Linked DNA regions of Ovis aries: all the other regions are linked to region 1. Evidence: chromatin contacts called from public Hi-C data. All regions are on one chromosome and are shown on one strand. The core of a region is the stretch at or near the end of the contact, and the rest is flanking DNA. Distances in the headings are between cores, read along the strand shown.

Region 1 (2,904 bases), core at 154-2,653:
CATTGGCTGTTCCCTCTGCCTGTAATGTTCTTTACCCCTCCATGATGATGACCCTGTCTCAGAAAAATTCTTGACTACTGTCTAAGTTAGTGCCCACCCTCTCTACCATACCCTCCTGGTCCATTTTCTGCACAACTTGCATCCCACTGCCATCATTTGCCTGTCACTGCTCTCCCCTGATATTTCCGATGTCCAGCACACAGTAGGTGCTTAATCAACACTAAGGATAACATCCCAACAGCCGAATACAGAAAGCACTTCAGACCCACATTAGTTCACTGACAGAACAGCTGGCCTCCTCCATAGACAAGTGGGCGGGGTCTTGTACCTCCAGGCCTGGGAAGTGGATTCTTAAAACGCTGGCCAGGAACAGCCTGGAGAGGGCTAAACAGCTACTTACCAACCGATTCTCTTTGCCTCTTGCTTCACGGCAGAACTTTATAAGTTCTTTTTCAATAGAGGCTGGAGAGAATGTGACATCTCTGTCTTTGAGGTCCTGGTAAAACCTTCCCAGATAAGAAATACAAACTGAAAAAGACAAGGAAGATGCTCCAGTCATCACCAAGTTGCAGGCCAATTCACCAGGCGGGAACTCCAGCAGCAATCTTAATAGGAGACACGGAGAAAAGGTGAGTTTTTCTACCACCGGATTTTCTCGGGTGCCCACAGGTAGACAGAACCGTGCTCCGGGTTGCTGGGTCCCCGAGTACATCCAGGGGATGCGGGAAACGAGCATCACCTAATGACCCACAAACAGCTCCTCCCTGCTATTTCCATAAAGTTTAAACTCAGATTGAACACGTGTCCTTGAGATAGGCTCACTGTGACCTCATAAATGGACAAACGAGAGGCCGAAGAGAAAAAAACGATGCAAACGCTATTCATTTCCAAACGCAACACCGAACCCCAACGTGAATCTTTGCAACCCTATCATATCACACCAGGCGCGGTGCCCACGGGCGGCCCTCAAGGATTCCCCACCTTAGCCAGAACCGCTCCCAGGAGCTTCTGCCCAGTGATGGTAAAGGACCAAAATTCCGGCGTTATCTCAGTTTCAGGCCAAACTGTACGATCTAGTCCTAACTTCCTCGTCAGACCAATGTTTTTTAGGCCTAGAAAATGTTTTCTGGACCCGGCGTTGGTCCCTCCTCTGGCAGACCCCACTGGGGCCGGCCGCCCCCGCCCGCATTAGCCCCGGCCTCTCAGCCTTTCGGTGGTTTGGATGAGTTCAGCACCGCCGCCAGGCCGGCCACAGCGCTCGGACCACCAACTCCGCCTTACCTTCGCAGTCACCCGGTCGCAGCGCCCGGCTGGCCGGCAGCACGCTCAGAGCCAGCGCCACGGCCAGCCCGTGGGTGGCCCACATCCTCCACAACCCGCCGCCTCTGCCGCCTTCGCCGGACTGAACCGCGCCCGCCGTGCGGCGCAGCCCCCAGGTCCCGGCCGCGCGCCGTGGCTCCCTATTGGCTGGCGCCCCCCACGCTCTCCCACACACCGTTCCCCCATTGGTCCACGCTCCTCGGAGCCCAGAAGAGCGGCTCCACGCTACCCTTCCTCATTGGCTGATGGGATCGCCCGCCCTCCGCCCTAGACAGTTGTCGACCGCTGATTGAACCGGGGCTGCTCGCAGGAAGAGGCCGCAGAGGCGGCGGAAGCAGCTCTGTCGCCATCTTTGGTAGGGGCAGGGGCTGAGGCCGAGGAGGAGCTCCATCAGGCTGGAGTGGAATTCGGCCGCTGTCTCGCGCCTGCTCAGTTGCTCTGTGTACTCTGTTCTGGGCCCCAGGTCTTCCCGAAGAACCCCACGGACTTCCCCGCTGTGGTCCCGACTCGTGGTGCAGGTCAGGGGCTCTGTGGTCAGCCGCAACCCAACAGGCAAAGAGGTTTCTTTCTTTTTTCTTAAGGGACCAGGTGGGCTGGGGAACCAGCCTTTGGGGAACCGGTGAGGAAGAGTCCAGATTGCCCCGACAGGTAGACAGGAGGACCCAGTCGGGGCGGACAGATGTCGGGTAAGAGGGGCTCCCCCTCCAGGCTGCCTTCCCAGAGCTCAGAGGGGCGCCCGGGCCAGGATTGGTTGCCTGGCTTTGAGTTCGGAACCATCCCGCTTTACTGGGGAGATTGGCGGCTTCAGAGGTTTGTCCCCCACGCCAGGAAGACCTCTTCTTCCCCCTTTTACTCACAAGCCTCGGGAGCCTGGCCGAGGTGGCTGGTTTTCTCTCTTGCTTTCTAGCTGAGCGCTCTGCGCCCTCGGCTGCCCTCCTTTCCGGTGCAAGTCTTGGCTCCCTGTGCTTGAAGGCCGGACGTGGAAAAGGTTGGCTCTGTGCTCAGGACGGAAAAGAGATTTTTATGGGGCTAAAAGGGCTTGGAGCCCAGCGACAAGGGTTGGAGGCGGGCACTTGGCGGCTGCTCCCATTCAGTGAATTCAGTGGGTCAGTATCAGGTATTCATCTTTAATTCACATAACAGCAGTCAAGGGAGTGGGGAAAGGGGGGAAGTCAAGTGGCAGATATTTACATCTAAAATTCACATTACTTGCTGGATTGAGAACATGCTACCACAATATATACAGTAAAATACTTTTTTGGGACACTAGTACAAATTTTTTTTTTCTTTTAACTTTGCTTTCTGATACAGGTAAGACCATTAAGTCACTTCTTATTTTAAACATAAATACACAAAAGAAATGGTTAGAAGTTTTCTTATTTTAAATAAGCACAGAATGCCAGAGGTTAAAAACACATTTATAGGGCTGAATACCAATTGGACAGCACACTCTATACATTTTTTGCTCAAATTCCTGTACAAATACACAGCATTCAAATAGGTATTTACAAATAAGCTTGAAAGAATGAAAATCAGTATTTCACAATCTTTTCAGAGAATTCTCATCTCTGGCCTCCCACTTCC
Region 2 (2,904 bases), core at 162-2,661, 400 kb after region 1:
TCAACTGAGACAGGGCTCGGGTGGATTCCGTCGACCAGCTCCAGGGTTCCTAGAGCCGCTGGGTTGCACCTCGGACGCCCCTGCGGGCCAGGGGCGGCGGGGTGGGTATGAACGCTTTGCACACTATTTCCGCAGGCGCACGGTAGGAAAGGGTGGCGTTGTGTTAAGGTTGCTCCCCAGTCTTCCTGAAGGTCACAGCAGGAATACGGCTTTAGCCTGCGGTGTCTGGTACCGACTCCGGAGTTGTGTAGGCCGCCCGAACGGAGGCGTGTCATCAGCTGGCCAGGAGTTCAAGGGATCCGGCGCTATGCGCAGGGGCGTGGCCTAACACAGACCTTGTACGGGTAGAGCGGCACGTGGGTGTAGCCCAGTGTTGGGGGCGGGCACTAACTTGAGGAGTGGCATCCAGTGTTCAGGACCTGGACAGGACCAGTGTCCAGGACCAGGTGGCGACTGGACCCCAGGGCCGCTCTTGACCCTCTAACCCCGTTTTAGGGTTTGGAGCAGGCAGCTCTAAATTGGAAGTATTAGTAGACCAGGGTTTGAATCCTTACTCATCGGGGGGGGCTTTGTCCAGGTCCTCTCTGTGTGCCTCAGTTCCTCTTATAAAATTCATGGCAGGGTCTCTCAAGTGTGGCCTGCCAATGCCACTCCCCTCTGCCCTCGAGTCTATTGTTAACTAGATCACTGTTGACTAAACTACTGTTAAACATACAGTTTCCGAGGCTCCGTCCCAGACCCGGGGATCTGTATCTGTAACAAGCTATTAAAAAGCGATCCCCATAAGTTCCTATGAAAACCTGAGAATTAGAAGGTATCTGAAAGCTCCTCATTGTAGAGGTGATCGCACTCTGGATGGAGGGGTATATATAGGTTTTCCTGGGTCCAGGTGCCCAGTAATTCCTCTCCAATAATAATACCATCCCATCTCCCTATTTCTCTGAAAGATGCCTCATTTCTAGCCAGAGGTGGGTACCGTTTGCCAATAGCCCTCACACCAGAGCCCATCTGAGCAAGAAGCTGAGAGCCAGGGAGGAGAAGCATCTTGCTCTATTTCACCAAGCTAGTAGAGCGTCCAGCCAGAGTTCAACGCTGGCTCAAGGACTCCTAGTTTGGTGCTCTCCCCAAACCTGCGCCCACCTGCATTTGGGGAGCGCGAGTCTGTCCGGGTGGAGGTGAAGCCTGGGCTAGCCGGTGGCCAGAGTTCTGTCCTTAAGAAAGGCCTGGCCGCCCACAGTCCCCCGCGCGATTCTACATGGGCCAGGGAGAATGAGCAGTGGTCTGCAAGAACTGCGACCCGGCTCCCGCTCTCGCTGGGGGCAGAGCCAGATCTGAGCGGCAGGCCAGCGGACCAATGCAGAGCCGGCTCTGGGCCTGACAGCCAATCCGGGGCCGGGGGCGCGGGGCTGGCAGGGAGGAGAATAGCTGGAGCATCGCGGAGACGCTAGGCTGCTGGCCTCAGCCCCACCCCCGCGGTGGGTCCCGGCCCGGCCTGTCCCTGTCCAGGCTGGCAGAGCTAGCGCTCTGCTGTGGGCGGTGCGACGTCACAGGCACAGCCCAGGAGGTCCACCCAGGGAGGGCGGACGTCGGGTCGGACTCGCCGCCCCCTACCCTAGGACCTGGGGGGTCTTCCCCCTAACCTTGCCCCCGCCTCCTGCCGGTCGCCACCACCCCTAACCTCTCCGGCTGAGCTCGGCGTCCCAGAGAGGATTAAGTAAGTGCTGAGGTCGCCGCTTCTGTGCAAGAATGGAGGAATCAGAGGGACGAAGGTGGGGATGGGGATTGGAGTAGCGAGGAATGATGAACCTGGTGGAGAACGGTATGTGGGTTCTCGGAGGTCGTAGCGCCCAACCCTTTTCCTCCCCATTCCTTCTCTTGCCCTTTGGAACGTGAGACAGTCCTGAACAGTGATGAGCAGGGCCCTTTCCCTCCTTTGGAAGGAAAAATAAACAGAGCCCCAGAGCAAGTGTTAAGGGTCTGGCCCAAGGTCACATCTCGGAGTCAGTGGCAGAACCAAGAAAGAACCTGGGACTCCTGACAAGCCCAGCCTACCTAGAGGCAGAGGACAGAGAGCGGCGATGAGCCTCTCCCATCCTGTGTTTCTGTGCCAGCCTTGCCCCTTCCTAAGGGGCCATCCTGGGTGTGTGTGCCCACCTCACACACACCCATGCACCCATATGGGAGGCATCCCACATATACCCATGAGCTGGCACACAGCGTGTGTATGCAGCCATGATCTGTGCATTCCTCCTCTCCCTAGGCCTGCCTTTCTGCAGTTTGGCTGGGACTTCTTCCCACTCCGTCTTATCCAGGGCCTTTTGGCCTGGGAAGGCCAAAGTCACAGCCTGGACTGGGCATATCGCCCACCCTCTGCTCCCAAGGGAAGAGGGAAGGGTAGGAGAAGTCATCTCAGAGTGGGAGCTCCATTCTTACCTCTGAAGATTCACTCTCCTTGACTGTCTCCTGGTCCCTGGCAGCCTCTGGCTCCCCTGTAGGGGTCCAGGGACCCAAGAGCCTACAGAGAAAGCCCATCAGAGGCCCTGAATTACTCCTTTCTCTCCTTCTTGTCTTCTGGCCTTGCCACACCTGTCCCTGCCCTCCTTCCAAGCACGGGCTGGACGACACACAGCAAAGTGGGTGCAGGGGCTTCTGTGGCCCCCCTTTCCCAAATGGAGTGACCAGAGTGAGAAGAGCTTACACTTACTGGGTGCTTACTGTGGATAAGGGTTGTCTGAGCTAAGTCATTTCTAGGGACTACTTCATTCTGATATGTCAGTGACCCTCTCACCCTTTCTGTGAGGGAGGTGCCCTTAATGCCTACAGCTTAGACTCAGGGAAACTGAGACAGGGAGAGGTGGTTGACTTGCCTAGGGTCATTCAGTTAAGTAGCTTGAACCAGAATTC
Region 3 (2,904 bases), core at 233-2,732, 340 kb after region 1:
GGTCGCTGGCAGAGGCTGCAACTAAGTGAAGTTCCCAGCGAGGACACCAAGGGATTCGAGGTATGGGGCACGTTCCTGGGTTCAAAACTGTATGACCTAAGCCAGAACTACATAGCTCGGTCAGCCACCCTCAAGACTCCCGGGAATCCAACTGTATCAGTGAGGTCTTAACCAGGCCCACAGAGAGTCTATGGTGTGACGTGGCTAGATGGCTGGCCCGCCCTCTGCCCAGGAAACAGGGTGGATCAGGTCGGAGACAGGGCCTGCCCCTTTCAACATGGGTCTGGTTGACTCATCTGGAGCCCATGAGTAGCTTCCTGCCCACAGGGGCAATGGGTGTCAGGCTTGCCCACCAGTCAGCCCTGGGAGACTGTCACCACTCCAGCCTAGGCAGGCAGGGACCTCAGGAGAGCCCCACCCCAAGCTTTTGTGGGGACTCAGCCTCAGGCAGAAAGTAAGTGAAACCCATTCCAGTCAGAAGAGTTTCTCATAGAAGAAGCAGCCAAGCTGAATGCAGGTCCCCCTCAGGCCCAAACTCACAGGCCCAGCCAGAAACCCAGAGTCAGGAGTTACTCCCTCCTTGCTTCCGGGTACAGCAGGCTATACCCACAGCTGACTACACTCCTTGCTCCCTGGGACATTCTGAGCTTAGCTAAACTAAGCTTCAGTTTCCCCATCTGTGAAGCAAGAGGGACCAGAAGCCCAACTTTACACACAAGTAAGAGGAGGAAACGGTAATGCTTAGCCTAAGAAGCTTAACAGAGGCCCTAGGCATAGCCCGCATCCACAGGTCGCTGCTGTTGGGCCCCCGCCCATGCGGGAGCGCGGGGCCACTGACCTTCAGGGCACACTTCTGCCCAGTGCGCCGGTGGAAGCACTCCAGCACCTTGCCGTTCACACCCAAGCCCAGCACCTGCTTGGACAACTGGTAGTCATCGGTCACTGCGTACTTCTTGGGCTCCCGCCGCCCCCCGAGGGCGGGAGCGCCGGCGCAACAAGGTCCGCAGGGTGCACCTGACGGGGGCGCAGGGCCCCCCTGCTCCTCTGCTGTCTCCACGTCCATGGCCCCGCGGGGCGCTCAGAGGCGGCCCCAGCCTGGCGCGTCCGGGGCCACCTGGGAAAGAGACGAAGAGTGAGTTCCGCTCAGACTCCTTCAGTACACTCCAGCCATGGACGCCCTAAGCCGGACCGGGCTTCGGGCCGGGGACAGGGCTGGGAATGAGCAACGAGTTGCTGGAGAGGACGGACCCGCGGCAGGGGGCGGTGGTCACGCAAGCGGGGCACCAGGCGAGTCCTGCCCCGGCCACCAGTCAAGAGGGGAAAGCGCCACGAGGTCCCGGGATTGGGAGGTGGGGGGGAGCCCTGTGAGGGCGTACCTGACGAGGGCGGACCTGACGGCAGCTCACGGGGCTGTGGTTGCCGGTAAGGGGCAGGGACAGGGGTCGCCAGAGGCCGCGGCCCTGAGCGCGCAGAGCCGAGAGTCGCGCCGCCGCCTACCCACGTGACCGCTCCCCTCCCCCCGCGCGTCCCCGACTACAAGCCGGGCTGGGTCAGTCTTAAAGGGCCAGGCTGGCCCAGGCAGGACGGGGCGGGGCCGGACCCGCCTAGAGCGGCAGCAGAAATAGGGGGCGTGGCTTCCAGAAGGGGGCGGAAACCTCCCAGGCTCCGCCCGCCTCTGGGGAAACCCAGCGCTAGAGCAGCCGGCTCCAGGGTGGGCTGTGCGAGCAGCCAGCCAATTGTACAAGCCATCAAGGAAGTGGCAGCACAGAAAATCTTCTCTTGGAGCCCCAGGTAGCCCCTGGAATCGGGTGTTTTCTCTGGAAGATCCCAAAAGGCCCTCCGGTACAATGTGTAAGGTTTCCAAATAAAGTCTTAATGTTTGTCAACAGGGAGAATGAAATGGAATTTTGTTGAGATTCGCATCTCTCTGGTTCCTGGTTGCTCTTGGGATCTTTCTAGCACTGGCATCTCTCCACTTCTGTGCATCTCTTGTTCTTGGAAAACAGCATCCTAAGACTAGAAATCCTAAATTCCTATTTGGTCATATCCATCAACTTTTCACCTTATGACTTGAGCTTTTGGTGTCATGTTTAAGAAATCTCCTCCTTCCACCCTAGTGCCAGATATTCTTTATTAGCTAAAAGGTTTTCCCTTATACTGTGAGCCCACCTTAGATTGTGTGCTTAGTTGCTCAATCGTGTCCAACTCTTTGAGACCCCATGAACTGCAGCCTGCCAGGCTCCTCTGTCCATGTGGATTCTCCAGGCAAGAATACTGGAGTGGGTTGCCATGCCCTCCTCCAGGGGATCTTCCCAGCCCAGGGATCGAACCCAGGTCTCCTGCAATGCAGGTGGATTCCTTACTGTCCAAGCCACTGGGGAAGCCACCGGGGAAGCCCCCATCTTAGATTATCTTACATATTTTGAACTAGTTTTCCCAACACAGACTGTTCAGTTCAGTTCAGTTCAGTTCAGTCGCTCAGTCGTGTCCGACTCTTTGCAACCCCATGAATCGCAGCATGCCAGGCCTCCCTGTCCATCACCAACTCCCAGAGTTCACTCAGATTCACATCCATCAAGTCAGTGATGCCATCCAGCCATCTCATCCTCGGTCGTCCCCTTCTCCTCCTGCCCCCAATTCCTCCCAGCATCAAAGTCTTTTCCAATGAGTCAACTCTTTGCATGAGGTGGCCAACGTACTGGAGTTTCAGCTTTAGCATCATTCCTTCCAAAGAAATCCCAGGACTGATCTCCTTCAGAATGGACTGGTTGGATCTCCTTGCAGTCCAAGGGACTCTCAGGAGTCTTCTCCAGCACCACAGTTCAAAAGCATCAATTCTTCAGCGCTCAGCCTTCTTCACAGTCCAACTCTCACATCCATACATGACCACTGGAAAACCATAGC

Evidence for each region. Hi-C and Micro-C count contacts between places; a contact is called where the count stands out from the background.
Region 2: a Hi-C map of liver shows a contact between it and region 1, with 4 times the contacts expected there. The contact joins the promoter of C19H3orf18 here to the promoter of MANF in region 1. A contact is called at or near these places in 8 of 16 Hi-C or Micro-C datasets (blood, hypothalamus, liver and 3 more).
Region 3: a contact with region 1 is called in a Hi-C map of liver, with 8 times the contacts expected there. The contact joins the promoter of MAPKAPK3 here to the promoter of MANF in region 1. A contact is called at or near these places in 11 of 16 Hi-C or Micro-C datasets (blood, hypothalamus, liver and 5 more).

What each region holds. Positions count from the first base shown.
Region 1 is chr19:49,443,195-49,446,098 of ARS-UI_Ramb_v3.0, forward strand. It overlaps MANF (mesencephalic astrocyte derived neurotrophic factor), which reads right to left and starts at 1,404. Exons shown (of 4, transcript XM_042236163.1): 1 at 1,282-1,404; 2 at 401-605. The coding sequence starts at 559. DOCK3 (dedicator of cytokinesis 3) reads right to left here. Exons shown (of 53, transcript XM_042236155.2): 53 at 2,434-2,904.
Region 2 is chr19:49,843,818-49,846,721 of ARS-UI_Ramb_v3.0, forward strand. It overlaps C19H3orf18 (chromosome 19 C3orf18 homolog), which reads left to right and starts at 1,412. Exons shown (of 5, transcript XM_004018435.6): 1 at 1,412-1,714.
Region 3 is chr19:49,788,011-49,790,914 of ARS-UI_Ramb_v3.0, forward strand. MAPKAPK3 (MAPK activated protein kinase 3) reads right to left here and starts at 1,483. Exons shown (of 11, transcript XM_015102404.3): 1 at 1,377-1,483; 2 at 839-1,114. The coding sequence starts at 1,063.